Regions from separate parts of the Sus scrofa genome. Here regions 1, 2, 3 and 5 are each linked to region 4. The links are chromatin contacts, called in public Hi-C and HiChIP or PLAC-seq maps. All regions are on one chromosome and are shown on one strand. Each heading gives the region's core, a stretch centred on a gene start, on an enhancer-like site or on the middle of the called end of the contact. The rest is flanking DNA. Distances are from core to core; before and after follow the strand shown. Region 1 holds the start of SKP1 (S-phase kinase-associated protein 1). Region 2 has its middle 35 kb from the start of SAR1B. Region 3 holds the start of SEC24A (SEC24 homolog A, COPII coat complex component). Region 4 holds the start of UBE2B (ubiquitin conjugating enzyme E2 B). Region 5 overlaps JADE2 (protein Jade-2).

Region 1 (2,878 bases), core at 171-2,670, 180 kb before region 4:
GAGTTAAATCACCCTCCAGGAGGAGGGGTCTATCAAACATCATAAAAGAAAAAAAACCTGTTTAAGTGACCCGAAGTTCTGACACTTCTTCTTATAGGGCAAAGTGAAATCTGCGTTGCTCTATGACACACAAACATTCTGCTGTGACGCTCTCATGAAAACATTCATGAGCCCAAACTCCAACCTTTAGTCTCCATTAAAAAGCAAACCAAAGCAGGTGAACATCCTATCCCTTCGAAAACCTCTTAGTAAGTTTACGGAGTTGGTGCACCTAAAAGCCAAACCACTGTGGCGATGGCACCTGCTACTCCAACAATTGCTTCAACAACCGCGGGCTGTGGCAAAATAATGGGCGACAAATATTCCGAAGGAGCAGGCAGCTCTCTGCCGAAATTCGGCTCCGGCGCAGTTAACCAGGACGAGTGACGCCAGACACAGGGGCGAGAAAGACTGAGAGCCAAGAATCCAGCTGCGGGACGACCCTACCACGCTTCCTCTGGGACACCCGAACAACAAACGGACAAACGCCCATGCTCACGACGACCCAGAGAAGTCCATTAAAAGCCCCGCCACCACCCTCGCCCTGGCTTCCCGGGGCCGATGGGCTCAACCGCCGAGGGAGGCCCCGGCCGCAGCCTGGGCCTGCAGCCTTGCTCCGCGACGGCTGAGGGTCGCCCCGCGCAGAGAAGGCCCAATCCCGGTTCCGCTCACACCTTCTCCCTCCCGCCCGCCTGGGCGCGGTGAAGACTAGCGGCTAAAAGAGGCCTCGGCAAGTCGAGGGGCGGTGTGGGAGGTGAATGGCACCTCCGGGAGAATGGGGTCGACGACGGCTTTCACCGGGCCTGAGGGAAGGCCAGGCCCAGGTGCCTGCCGTTTCGAGCAAGGCCAAAGCCGCAGCGGGGCGGCCCGCGGCTCGCAATCTGCGGCGCCACCGCCCCCTTTCAGCTCAGGCGGCGGGTACTCACGGTGTTTGGGCTCAAGGAGATGGCGGGCCGGAGGCTGACGAGAGAAGGGCGGTGTCCGCAACCGGAGAGACAGAAAAGCGACGCACAAGGCGACTTCAACCGAGTGGCGCGGCGTCGCCTTTATAGCAGCGGGCGCAGGCGCCGAGGACCCCGGGGCCCGTGACGTCACAGAGACGGCAGGGCTGGCCGCCGAGATCGCCTGACGGCAGGCGCAGACCGGCGGGGCGAGGCGCGGCGGGCCTTGAGTCTCACCCCTTCCCTCGAAAGCGGCGCTCACTCCCCTCAAAGCGGAAACGGGGGACTGGCTCAGATACTCCACGGCCTGCAAGGGTCTTTCAGGCGGGAGCTGGCCTAAGTCGAATTAAAGACCCCAGTCCCGAAAAGCCTAGAAACCTGGAGCGAGGGGCCGGGAGGGAGAGCGCGGGGAGTAGCGGGGAGAGAGGGGCGGAGTGGGGAGGGAGAGGCGTCTGTGTTAGGGGTGGTGTTTGGGAGGGGCTGCAGCTCCTTTTCATGATGGGGAAACTGGGACTCTGAGAAAGAAAGGGCGCTGATCTTTGCAGCCAGCGCTGTGAGATTTTGCTCAGGGCCTCAGTGTCCTCCCCTGAACCCTACATGAGTTAGCTCACTCTCCACAATAATGCATAAGAAGAAATATCAGGAGTTCCCCTCGTGGCTCAGTGGTTAACGAATCCGACTAGAAACCATGAGGTTTCGGGTTCGATCCCTGGCCTCGCTCAGTGGGTTAAGGATTTGGAGTGGCCATGAGCTGTGGTGTAGGTCACAGTCGCGACTCGGATCCCACGTTGTGGCTCTGGTGTAGGCCGGTGGCTACAGCTCCGATTCGACCCCTAGCCAGGGAACCTCCGTATGCCTTGGGTGCGGCCCTAGAAAGACAAAAAGACAAAAAAAAAAAAAGAAGAAGAAATACCATTACCCTTTTCTCTTTGACTTGTGAGGGAACAGGTTCAAAACGGTTCAGTGGCAGAGCAAGGATTGTTTGATACTCTCAACTCTGATTTCCTATCGACTTCTGAAGAGGCCTCCAATCCAAAGTAACCACTGTTTCAGGGAAACCCCAAGTTAGCAAAAGTGTATTGGGTGGGGGGAGGGCGAGGTGATGGGTGCTAGGAATTCGGCAGCGAACGAGGCAGCCAGAGTCCAGCCTGCAGAGAGCCCTTGTGTGGGATGCTCCCTAAAGGCTGTGTTAGGGTCCCTAAGATGAAACCAACCCTCAAGGGAAAGGGGTTAGTCTGCAAATTCCCACTCCCACCCTCTCCAGTCAGGGACTTTGACCTGCTCTACCCTGCTCTGTTTAGAGAACAATGCCACCCCTCTGGAGGAGACTAAGGCGCCAGGCTCACCTAACCAGCAGGCACGTGATGGTATTCCTGACGCCAAGGAGACAAAGGACACTTCCACACAGGGCCCCCTAAAGAAATCAGAAGCCTGCAGCTCTTCTGAGATGGGACTGGGCAGGGAGACCAAGCAGCTCCTTGGGTTACCAGGTCTTTGTCTCCAAGCTGTGGTATCCAGTGTCTGCCAGGTGCCACAGCTGATGTCGGGAAGATGAAAGGACCTACAGCTCTCAGACTTTTTCTCCACAAGCCTGCCCTGCCCTAAGCAGCTCCAGCTTCTGGTCTCTTAGTTAAGGCCCACTAGATCCCCTTTGCTCCCCTGCCTGTGGCATATAAGGGCCACCTTGTAGCCTAGTTGAGCATCCTAAGCAGGACTGGGCAGTGCCAGATTACACGTCTAGCTGGAGGATCTGGCACAGGGCCTGGCATTAGGAAGGTGTATGTTTTTTCCAAAATGTCTGGGGGCCCCTAATATTAGAATCACCGAGATATTCTTGGGTGGCTTTTTTTGGCTGCTTTTTCTTTTAATGGCTACACCTGCAGCATATGGAAGTTCCC
Region 2 (2,724 bases), core at 112-2,611, 190 kb after region 4:
CAGGGAACCTCCATATGCCCCGGGTGTGGCCCTAAAAAGACCAAAAAAAAAAAAAAAATGAGGGGGCGAGTTCCCGCTGGGCCCAGCTCCTGCGGAGGGCCACAATGGGCAAGGATGTGAGGGGAGCCGACTGAGGAGCCACTGAAGGGGAGTTTAGGCAGGGGGCGCTCTGACCCTGGCCCACTGGCCCAAGGCCCTGAGGCAAGAGGGACTTGCTCCCTAACCCCCTCTTCCTGGAATCAGAGCCGGCGCAGCCCTGTTGTTTACGGATTCTCAGGGGCCTCCCCTCGTCCAGCCAGACCCACGCACTGCAGCGTGGGGCAGGGTGGGCACTGGCCCCATGGGTGCCCCGGGTTGGGGCTGGGGCAGGGCTGCCTAAGCACCCGGTGCCCATCCGGGAAGCCTGTGTCTGCCTGGGCCTGAGAAATAGCCACCTTCCCCCATTCGGGCTTCCCGGATGGCCTTCCCGGACACCTGAAACCGTGTAACCCAGGAGCCTGGAGGTAGCCGAATTCCTCCTGCCCACCCCCCTCGCAAAGAAGGAACATTCCATTGCCAAGGACTGCATGTTGTGATCAACATGAAACTCAGAAGAGCACCCGGGCTTGCAAAAGCCAAGGGGGAAAAGTGACTCAGCAAAATAAACCTTCAGCTGTGGAGATTTTGAACGGCTATTTTGGGGCGCTGGGTGGCTGCCTGGTTCTGGTGACAGGTGCTTGGCATACAAAGCATGGCTTCCCACTTGCCAGTCCTAGTAGTTAAACTCATCAGCTTAGGGAAGGAAGCCGAGGGGGCTCGGGAAGGAGCTGCGGGGCAGGGGGGCGGGGGGGTGGCCTCTTAGCTGCCTTGTCCATCCGAAGACCTGTAAGTAGGCTCGTGTCAAGGGGGAGCAGAGAGGATGCTCAAATCTTAGGGACCCCTCTGCCCTCCCAGAGCACTTCCTTCTGGTTGAGAAAGGCTATGGGAGCAGCACCAACCTACACCATCAATCCCGGTGCCTGCTCCGCCCTCATCTAAGGAGCCTCATCTGGGTGACAGGACCTCGGGGGTTGGGGGGTGGGGGGTGAGAGCTCATCTCGCCACCACCTTCTCCAGGACAGCCTCTGCACTCTGGTGACAGAGAGCCTGTCACTGTATAAGCAACTCACCGCCAAGCCCTCTGTGTTGAATTTAAAAGGTCCTTCTTAAGTTCTTCACCTGCTCTTGTCGCCCTGAAACTTGATGTTTCTGTTCACAGGCTGTCCTAAGCCCCAGAGCCACAGAGGTCAAGTCCAGTCCACTGTTCATGGGCAGCCCTTGGGCTGTGTGACTTAGGAGACATTTCAAGTCCCGAGGACATTCCTAGGGGATTAGGAGGCAGGGTGTGCCCCTCCCCCGCTCCCAAGCCACATCTACTGCTTGATGAATGGGACGGCCTTACAAGGGGCAGGCAAAGCCAGTCCCAGGGAAGAGGTTTGGGGGGGCTGGCACGTCAGAGAGGGACAGATGCAGCCTCAACGCCCCCTCCCAGCAGTTATCCCCAGTGAGCCTGCAGCCCCCACCCTGTAGCTTGGTGACACCTGCTGTGTCAAGAGCTTCAGCCTGTGTGTTAGTTTGACCTGAAACCTGCATCTCCCTCCTCATCAGCGCCCCACGTTCTGGGGCACATGCGCTACAGTCAGGATGGCATCCTGAGAAGGACACGTATCTATCCAGATGGTCCCAACTACAAACAGAGTGTCTGAGTTCCCACTGTGGCTCAGTGGAAAGGAATCTGACTACTGTTTATGAGGTCGCAGGTTTGCTGCCATGAGCTGTGGTGTAGGTCGCAGATGTGGCTCGGATTTGGCGTGGCTGTCGCTGTGGTGTGTAGACCCGCAGCTGCAGCTCCAATTAGACCCCTAGCCTGGGAACCTCCATATGCCGTGGGTACAAAAAAAAAAAAAAAAAGGCGTGTCCAGATCCTGATCTCTTGGCCCCGGGAGCAGGCTGTCCTGGTGGATCCCAGGCTTCTATCTTGGGTTGGAAAACATGGTCGCACATCAATAAAATGTTGGTCTTGGAGCCGGGGCTCAAAGTAGCTCCTTGTCACGACAGGTGAGGAGCAGGTCGAAAGATGGGCAAGGAGTTCCCGTTGTGGCTCAGTGGTTAACGAATCCAACTAGGAACCATGAGGTTGTAGGTTTGATCCCTGACCTTGCTCAGTGGGTTAAGGATCTGGCATTGCTGTGAGCTGTGGTGTAGGTCAGCGGCTACAGCTCTGATCCGAATCCTAGCCTGGGAGCCTCGGGTGCAGCTCAAGAAATGGCAAAAAAAAAAAAAAAAAAAAAAAAAAAAAAAAAAAAAAAAAGATGGGCAAGAGCAGCTCAGTGCGTGGCTCCTCCTCCCTCAGGCCTTGTGCTCTCCTCCTCCGCTCCCCTCCCGGCTCCTCCTGATACTCCCCGAAGGCACCTCTGCAACCTCTGCAGGCTCTGCACTCGACCTGCCCCCGTCACAGCATCCCCTTCGCTCCCAGGCCTCTGCTGAGACTGTCCTTCCTCACTCCTCCCCCACTAAGCAGCCTGTACTCCTCAAGATTTGGCTCTGGTGCCCCCTTTCTAGAAACGGTGTTTGGAGGCTTTTCCTTTTTTTTTTTTTTTTGGCTTTTTAGGGCCACACCGGTGACATGTGGAGGTTCCCAGGCTAGGGGTTGAATCGGAGCTGCAGCTGCCAGCCTACACCACAGCCATAGCCACCCGGGATCCG
Region 3 (2,700 bases), core at 73-2,572, 230 kb after region 4:
GATTTTTCAGTCTGACCTCAGGGAGGTTCAGTTCTGAGGATTTTCTGTTTAAGCCACTGAGAGGCTTGTGTTTTTGTCTGTTTTCAGGTGTTCTTGGGATATATGATTTGGGATTTTGTTATAGGGGCTCTCAGCTGAAAACAGTTGGATGAAAATTATCATCTTCATCCCAAAGAAGACTTCGTACTTGTATCTTGTACAAGGAGTTTGATTTTTCAGTTTCACACACAGCAAACACATTTTTACACATCTGAGACAGGTGACAGAAAAAGGATAAAGGGTAATAGTTATTTGAATTATTACTGTTCCTTTTTCAGGCCTTAGCAGTTTAGTTCTTACTCTTTTTTGTATGTAATATAACATTTCATAGCAGGCATTTGATTGCAAATGAATTAAATAAGATGTATTTCACCTTTCTCAGGTTTTGGCACCCTAGGCATGACATTTTAATCAACAGTACAAATCTGTTGTTTCAAGAAGCGCTTTATCAATCAGCTCAGAACAGGAAAACCTAAGTATAATGAAGGTGGCTAAGATGAGGATTGAGATCATTAGTTAACTATGTTGTCTAATTACTCCAGTTTCTACCTCCCTTTGGCCTCAGAAGTAAAAAGTCAACTTGCCAAAAAAAAAAAAAAAAAACCCTCGTTGCCTGAAAAGGCAGTTTGTTGCACCTTACTGTAAACTCTTAGAAGAGGAACTAAAACTGCCATTTAAATAAGATGTTAATGAGATTTGGGGTGACTATGCTATGAATCAGCGAATTTGAAAACTAAAATTACTTCTGAATCCTCCGGTCAAAAAGCAAAGGCCTCCTCTTGGATTTGATTACTTTTACCATATGTGCATAATTAACCACCCCTTTAAAAAATTTCCTTACAATTTACACCTGTAATATGACGAAATATGAAATACTGCGACGAACATTAATCGGTCCAGCTATCCGAGGTATAGTCTCAGCAGGGGATGATGATGTCTGTCGTCTCAGCTCATCTTCACAAAAACTAGAGAAGAGGAACTGTCCATCCCACCCCTTGAAAGCTGCCACTGAAGCCGGGATTGCGCTTGGATCCCGGCAGTGCCGGCGAGATGACGTTCACGCGGTGGGGATTTCCGTATCGGTGACACGCCACTTCCGGTCGCTGGTGAGAATCAGTGACGTGGCAGGCGCGGCCAAGCACGGTCCTTCGGGCCGGGACACCCGGAGCAGTCAGGTGGCTTCTGGGCAGCCCCACAGGGAGAGAAGAGCTCACCGGCGGCGACAGCGGCGGCGGAGGGGGGAGAGGCCGGAGCCGGAAGTGCCACGTGTCCCGATTGCGCCTGCGCGGCCGGCGGCTGACAGGCAGTTCCGGCTGGGGCCTCCCTCGGTCTCTCTCCGCTCGGCTGCTTCCTCCCAGCCCGGCGTTCCCGGCCCGGCCGGCACGACTCTCGAGCCTCAGCACCCAGGCCAGGCCATGGCCGCCGGCGGGCTGGGGAGACTGTGGCGCCATGCCTAGGGCTTTATGCGCCTCCGGCTCTCTCTCCCTGCACCAGCCCTAAGTCGTTGGCCCCCTCCCTCCGCTTCCAGCAGTGGTCTTTCGGGTCGGCTTGGCGCTGTCGCAGACCCCGACCAGCCCCTTCCAGTCCCGACGAACACCGTCGTCATGTCCCAGCCCGGGATACCGGCCTCCGGCGCCGCCCCCACGGGCCTCCAGGCCCAGAACGGGGCCGCCCCAGCCTCGGGGTCTCATTACAGCAACGGTAAGTGCCGCTCAGAGGGGGCGTGGGGGCGGGAGGACGACCAAGTTCGGGCCCCCGGCTCGAGTTGACCTTTGGTTGCTGCCGCCGCCTGAGGCGACCGAGGAGGGGAGGGTGACCTCTCTGCCGGGGTCGGGAGCGGCTCAGGGTGCGAGGCCCCGCCACGGAGACCGCGGCTCGTCTTAGTGTTTCGTTTTTCATTATTTATTCATTCGTTCAGCAGACAGTTGTTGAGCCCTTGCTGTATGTAACGTCCAGGGTTTACGTGAGTGAGGAATACGGAGGCGGGCCGTACCTCACAATTCGCATCCAAGGCTCATAGTGTCTGTTTATGTGCCTTTCCCCTCCGCGCCGCCTCACTCACGTCTCGTAGAGAGCAGGATTTGGGGTTTGATTCATTCCAGTTCCGCAGTGGGGTGGGCGTCATACTCAGTGTGAATTGGCGGAGATGAACGAGTGAGTGCATGTTTTGGGGAGACCTCTTTAGGGCCCGCTCATCTCTCCCTGAACCTTCCCCGAATTGTAGTTAGGCCACCTGTTGTGGTTTTCAGCTTCGAAACAACTAAGTTAAGGGGAGGATCTGTTCAATTTCCAGAGGTCTTTAGATCACTGGGGAAGCGGTTGTACACGTCTCTGAACCTCTGACCAGAGTGTGCATGTGGCACTATAATTTTTCATTGGGTATGAGGCTGTCTTCTAATTGTGTACCCCTTCTAGGATTCTTTGAATTGTCCTATATTGTGATTTACTAAGTTTGCTATAATTGCTATTATTATATAAGACGTTTTCTGCCAACAGTTTGCCAAGTCACTAGTTTACTTGTAAAACTTTGGTTCTTGGAAACAAGTAGTAGAATAATTCTAAAATGCTTAATTGCCCGTTGGAATCTAAGATTGCTGGCAAGTTGGAGAAGATAGCCAATGACTAAAATAGCTACACTCTATTTTAGAGACTACTGTTTTC
Region 4 (2,700 bases), core at 73-2,572:
AAGTAATCTCTGAATCCCAATGGTCAACATCACTGAGTCCCATAGTGGAGGACGTTTCAGGCCACGTACTTGCTACACTAAAAAAACGTGAAATAAGTTACCCAGTCTCTAGATACAATCTCCCATCCATGTCTGCAGTATCCCCCAGATCTGATCATACTTTTAGATTTCTTTGACACCAACTACAAATGGATAAACTCTTGAGATCAAATCCCTACATTTCTTGACAAATAAAACCATACTCCATGTTAGCTAAATCCATGGACTGTGACACAAATCCTCACATGAGAGCACACCCATAAAGGAAAACAAAATTCTGTAATTCCACAGTGATTATAAACCAACATTAGACAATCTGTACACTATTTTTTTTTTTTTGACCACCCCTGCGGCACGCCAAGGTCCGGAGCCACAGCAATGAGAGTGCTGAGTCCTTAACCACTCCACCACCCGGGAAACCCTGTACACCCGTTCTTTTATCTCTGCCCAGAATTTCCAATCCTGGAAACCCACTGCAGTGTATATGCAGACTATTTTGGTGGTCCTAAGGAAGCATTTCAAGGGATTTTACTTGCTAGGAGCCTGAGCATTCAACAATGAGAAAAAAGGAGGTCCCTTCACTCTTCCCCCACATACCATATTTGATAAGCCATTGAATCAACCAGTGGGGATATCCAAATTATTTGGGGCTCTGTTTTAGAGAGTTAAGAAACACAACAAACTAGTGCTTCCGACACATCATTGATTGCTGTTAATGAGAGAAACCAGAGACATAAGTAATAAAGGTGTATATCCACCCTGAGCCCCGTCAATTTAACCACCCGGTTCAAAAACCTGGCTAAAACTCAGATCCCGGCGACGCTCTCACGTGACCCGTTCTAATCACGTCATAGGGACACGTGGTTCTAGATACTTCGTCCCCTCCCCCTCAGGGGTGGATTGTTGACAACGCCGCCGGTAGTCACGTGATCTTGCGTCATCCCACCTCCTTTCCCTGAAATCTCTGGTCCCGGATACGTCCCTCTCTCCCCACCCGGTCGAGCCTAAGCTAGTGAAAGAGGGGGATACGAGTTGGTGTTTCGGTTTCAGTATCTCCTGATCTACAATCTCCAGTCGGAGCACAGAGCACAATAACTGGTCGACTAGTTAAGGAAACCAAAATGGATAGGGTCCCTACTGAAGGGCTCCCATAAAGAGCTCTCCTACCTCCCACCCCTTTCTCCCCAACCCCTCACTTCATGGTACCGGCGGAGGGCGGAGGGATCTGGAGGCGGCGGAGGGAGACGTCATTGCAGGGTTGTTTGTGCAGCCTCGGCGGCGGCGGTGACCCACAGTGATTCGGCCGCCGCGCCGGGGGGTGGGGGGGCTGTGCGGGACTCTTTTCTTTCGGACTGACCGCGGGGCAGCTGGGGAGCATGTCGACCCCGGCCCGGAGGAGACTTATGCGAGATTTCAAGCGGTAAGGGCCTTCATCTTCACCGGATGACGGCTCCTCCCCAAGCTGCGGGGTTGCAGGGCGGGGATCCGGGACACCTTCCCCTCATGACCCTAAGAGGGCCGCTGTGGGCCCTCCGGGATTGACGGAAGCCCAGTCCTAGCCCCTGTTCGCAGTCCGTCAGCCTTGCTTGTTCACTCCTTCGACGTAAGAAATTTCGATATCCCCTCACCACTCCCCTCCCCCCGGAAGAAGTAAGAAGATGGCTTTGGCTGTCCTAGGATTCCTTGTTGTCCACTTGGGCCAGTTGCCTGATGCCTCACCCTGGCGTCCAAACCTCATCACCCACTGCTGCACTTTGTGGTGCCCCCTCACTGCCCTAAAAGCGAGCGCTTGAGAAACCTTTCCCCCGGTAGCTGCACTAGTTGGCTTTGTTGGATGAGCCTGCGGTCTCCTCCGAGGGCCAGGGTTGGGGCGACCACCTTGCCCCCCCACCCCCCCACCCCCGCCACACGCTCACGCAGACACACACACCCCCTGCCATTCTTCAGCGAGGGTGGGATCTGATGCGCGAGGGCCGGAGGTTGTTATCCCGTCCTCTGAAACCCGACTCTTCCCCGCTCGCCTGAAAAGACCTTGAGAACTGGCGTAGAGACCTGGGACTCAGGGCTGGCAACGGCGGCTGCCAGTGCCTTCTGGAACTCAGCTCTGTGGCCTGGTGTATAAAGCCCTATCTATAGCCTCAAAGTCTGGAAAAATGCCTTCCTTGAGTCTGGCGCTAACCTGATACTCCCTGGGCCTCCTTTTGTAAAACAGGGTTGTGTAAGGAGGTGTTGGCATGAGTGAGGAGGAAGTGACTTCAGTTTTGTTGCCTTTAATTCAATACCTGGAGGTAGGGGGAGAAAAAGAGAAGACTTAGCATTGCCCTCCTCTGCACATTTTTAAGTGGGTTTCTGGGAGACCCACCCCGATCGAGACAAAATATTTAGTGTAAAAACTTAGTCATTCAGGAAGTAACCTCTCAACCATTGTAAACCCTTAGGTGAGGCCCTTGGAAGCCATTGTTTGGGGCTTTGGCCAGTTTATCATTGAATGTATTTGTAATTTAGCCTTTATCTTTAGTGGACGGCTCTCAGGCAGCATATCCATGGTCATCTGTATTCTGCTTGAGGTTGACTAAAAAGAGCCATTTGGGGGGAAACTAATTTCAAGTATCATATTACATGGCAGTCGCTATGTATACATAAAATGTAGCATTTATTTCT
Region 5 (2,700 bases), core at 193-2,692, 150 kb after region 4:
GGCATATGGAAGTTTCCAGGCTAGGTTAACTCAGAGCTGCAGCTGCCAGCCTACGCCACAGCCACAGCAACACGGGTTCCGAGCTGCATCTGTGACGCCACAGCTTGAGGCGATGCTGGATCCTTCACCCACTGAGCGATACCAGGGATTGAACCCTAGTCCTCACGGACACTGTCAGGGTCTTAACGTGCTGAGCCACAGCAGGAACCCCCGGCACATTGATTGAAGATCTTCTGTATACGAAGCCCTGTGCTGGGTTCAGAGAAGCTGCGTTATTATCCTTCCTGCTTTCGTGTGGTCGTATCTTTGAGTGAGGGGGCAGGAGGCCCCCTGGAGTTGCCTTCGCCTTCTCGCGTGCTGGCCTGCGGAGCAGCCCACCGTGAGGCGCGCTGAGGCCGTTCTCTCCCTCCCGTGCTCCTGACAGGTTTTCCGGACAGACCTGATCACAGCCATGAAGATCCCAGACTCCTACCAGCTCAGCCCGGATGACTACTACATCCTGGCAGACCCGTGGCGACAGGAATGGGAGAAAGGCGTGCAGGTGCCCGCTGGGGCAGAGGCCATTCCGGAGCCTGTGGTCAGGTGAGCTGGGCGGTCCAGGCCGGGGGACCGCAGGCAGGGGAGGAAGGGGGAGGCTAGGGCCAGTCAAGGACCCTACCAGTCCTGAGATTGCCTTTACTTTCTAGGATATCCTCAGGCTTTTGTTTTTGTTTCTTTGGTCCTAAAAAGCTGGTGGTGTACCTCGGAGGCTAAGGGCTTGGGCTCACGCTCAGCTCTGGAGCCAGACAGCCTGGATTCAAAGGGCTGCTCACATTCAATGGGACGTTGGGCTAGAAATGTAGTCTCCCTGGGCCTCAGTTTCCTTGTCTGTGAAATGGGAGTGATAACAGAAACCTGGCGCCATGCAGTGGTCAAGATGACATAGGGAGACGACGCAGGGAAGGCCCTGGGCGTAGGACCTGGCACACGCCAGCGCTCAGTGAAAATGGACGTGGACTTAGCTTGCTGTCGATCCAAACTAGGTCCCACCGGAGGATCGTATCAGGGAAGTCTCCAGGCTTTTAACTAGTCCTTAAGACGGAGATAAGCCATGCTCTGGACTTGTTAAACCTTTTAAGGAGTTCTTAGCAGGAGGAAGTCAAGTGCCTGGCACACACATCAGATGCTCAGGAAGCGGTTGCTAAGACCAGCCTCTGAGGAGGCCCCCTGCCAGGCTGGGTCAGGGCTGGGGCACCAGTGAGTCCTCTCCGGGCTTTGTAGCCTTCCGGTCTTGTAGGTCAGAGACACCCCTGGTGCTCCTGTCGGGAGGTGGCCTCCTGGCCACGGGCCTTGCCTCCGTTGGCAGAGCTTAGCCAAGTGCTTCTTTCCGCACCCTGGGAGATGCTCCAGGTCATGTCTCGGGACAGAGGGGCCTGCTGTCCCAGCCTCCCCTGCCCACTGGCCCGCCTGGGCCGGGCAGCTCGTGTTACTGGCAGTTTATTCCCAGCCTTGGCAGCCCCATGGCTCTCGCTTAGGCCCATTTTGACCAGGCCTTGGGCGAAGATCTCGGCCGTCACCTCCCTTGACATTGGCACTTTGCTTCCTGGCAGCCACACTGATGACTGGCTCACAGACGCCCAGTGCCTGCCTGGTGCCAGGCCTGTGCTGGGCATGGGAGTACAGAGGCGAAGCAGACGCTAAGCCCTACTCGGCGCTCGGTGAGGACTGGGTATTGGGCAGTGCTCGTCCTCCTGGTGCCTGGGGGCAGAGTGCCCACCAGCTCTTGTCTTCCACCCTTCTAGAATCAGGGAAGCACCTCCCTGGGTGAGAGTATGTGCAAGATTTGGAAGAAGAATTTATTCTCTGCCTCTCCTGCCCAGGACCAAAAAGGGGGGGGTCAGACTCTTGGCGGGTTTCTCACTCTCACCTCTGTAAACTGAGGGGCTGTTACCGGCCTCTCTGAGCCCGTTCCCTCCTCTGCAAAACGGGGCTGATAACAGTACACAGTCCAAGGCTGTGGTGCTGAGGGATAAATGAGAATTCTCATGCCCAGGGCCCAGGACAACGAGGCAGAGGGGCGGGTCACTAGCTGGGCAGAGAGACATGCGTGCGGATCAGGCCCTTCTCTCCTTGAAGGCTGGGAGATCCCAGAGACATTGGCCGGCCTGGGTGATCAACTGCAGATGCCTCAACACCAGTGGCAGCCAGTGTTGCATCTGTTCTGACAGCTCTGGCTCCAGCCATGTGCACATGGCTGCTGTAGGCTGAGAAGAGCCAGGCACTCCTGGCCTGTCCATGGTCTTTGGAGGGGATAGGCTGAGGGGGAGGGCAGGGAGGGATGCTCTGGTGGAGATCTCAGGGCCCCTTCTTCCCCTGTCTCCCTCCAGCCTGGTCCCCACATCGCCCAGGACACCTGCCACTGCACAGCCCTCATCTGGAAGCCAGCACGGCAGCCACCATGGTTAGAGCTGTTATAGGAACTCTGTTCCTGAGAACTGGCTGTGCTGAGCCTGCCAGACTCATCTTCACATTTAATTACCATATCAGGCCTCGGAAGGGCATCTTACTGTCCCCATTTAACAGATGAGGAAGTTGGGAAATTCTGGGGAATTCCCTGCATGACCGCCAGGGCCTTGTGGGCTGGGCCAGGAAGTCACAGGCCACAGGAACAGGCCCTGGGGTGCCCCTCGGTGGCCTGAAGAGAGTCTTGTGCGCTGATCA

What was found. Hi-C and Micro-C count contacts between places; a contact is called where the count stands out from the background. HiChIP or PLAC-seq counts read pairs in DNA pulled down with a chosen protein or histone mark.
Region 1: a contact with region 4 is called in an H3K27ac HiChIP or PLAC-seq map of alveolar macrophages. The contact joins the promoter of SKP1 here to the promoter of UBE2B in region 4. A contact is called at or near these places in 2 of 5 promoter capture datasets (fetal liver and liver), 6 of 47 Hi-C or Micro-C datasets (blood, embryonic fibroblasts, heart right ventricle and 2 more) and 1 of 2 datasets of contacts at active chromatin or transcription factors (alveolar macrophages).
Region 2: an H3K27ac HiChIP or PLAC-seq map of skeletal muscle shows a contact between it and region 4. The contact joins the enhancer-like site here to the promoter of UBE2B in region 4. A contact is called at or near these places in 5 of 5 promoter capture datasets (fetal liver, fetal skeletal muscle, liver and 1 more), 5 of 47 Hi-C or Micro-C datasets (alveolar macrophages, heart right ventricle, liver and 1 more) and 2 of 2 datasets of contacts at active chromatin or transcription factors (alveolar macrophages and skeletal muscle).
Region 3: a contact with region 4 is called in a Hi-C map of skeletal muscle, with 7 times the contacts expected there. The contact joins the promoter of SEC24A here to the promoter of UBE2B in region 4. A contact is called at or near these places in 1 of 5 promoter capture datasets (liver), 5 of 47 Hi-C or Micro-C datasets (embryonic fibroblasts, heart right ventricle, liver and 1 more) and 2 of 2 datasets of contacts at active chromatin or transcription factors (alveolar macrophages and skeletal muscle).
Region 5: a contact with region 4 is called in a Hi-C map of skeletal muscle, with 3 times the contacts expected there. The contact joins the enhancer-like site here to the promoter of UBE2B in region 4. A contact is called at or near these places in 2 of 5 promoter capture datasets (fetal liver and skeletal muscle), 4 of 47 Hi-C or Micro-C datasets (heart right ventricle, liver and skeletal muscle) and 2 of 2 datasets of contacts at active chromatin or transcription factors (alveolar macrophages and skeletal muscle).

What each region holds. Positions count from the first base shown.
Region 1 is chr2:136,474,944-136,477,821 of Sscrofa11.1, forward strand. It overlaps SKP1 (S-phase kinase-associated protein 1), which reads right to left and starts at 1,421. Exons shown (of 6, transcript XM_021084761.1): 1 at 966-1,421.
Region 2 is chr2:136,837,585-136,840,308 of Sscrofa11.1, forward strand. It overlaps a transcript of SEC24A not described here. Among named protein-coding and RNA genes, the nearest start is that of SAR1B, 35 kb to the right of the region's middle. Within about 2 kb of position 1,362, at least 30 of the 83 cell types and tissues checked have an H3K27ac peak or open chromatin away from gene starts, as enhancers often do. A contact at or near this core is called in fetal liver, fetal skeletal muscle and skeletal muscle, where this site is marked.
Region 3 is chr2:136,882,728-136,885,427 of Sscrofa11.1, forward strand. It overlaps SEC24A (SEC24 homolog A, COPII coat complex component), which reads left to right and starts at 1,323. Exons shown (of 23, transcript NM_001243924.1): 1 at 1,323-1,740. The coding sequence starts at 1,503.
Region 4 is chr2:136,651,493-136,654,192 of Sscrofa11.1, forward strand. It overlaps UBE2B (ubiquitin conjugating enzyme E2 B), which reads left to right and starts at 1,323. Exons shown (of 6, transcript NM_001257356.1): 1 at 1,323-1,459. The coding sequence starts at 1,416.
Region 5 is chr2:136,803,444-136,806,143 of Sscrofa11.1, forward strand. JADE2 (protein Jade-2) reads left to right here. Exons shown (of 19, transcript XM_021084773.1): 11 at 425-582. Among named protein-coding and RNA genes, the nearest start is that of SAR1B, 69 kb to the right of the region's middle. Within about 2 kb of position 1,443, at least 8 of the 83 cell types and tissues checked have an H3K27ac peak or open chromatin away from gene starts, as enhancers often do. A contact at or near this core is called in skeletal muscle, where this site is marked.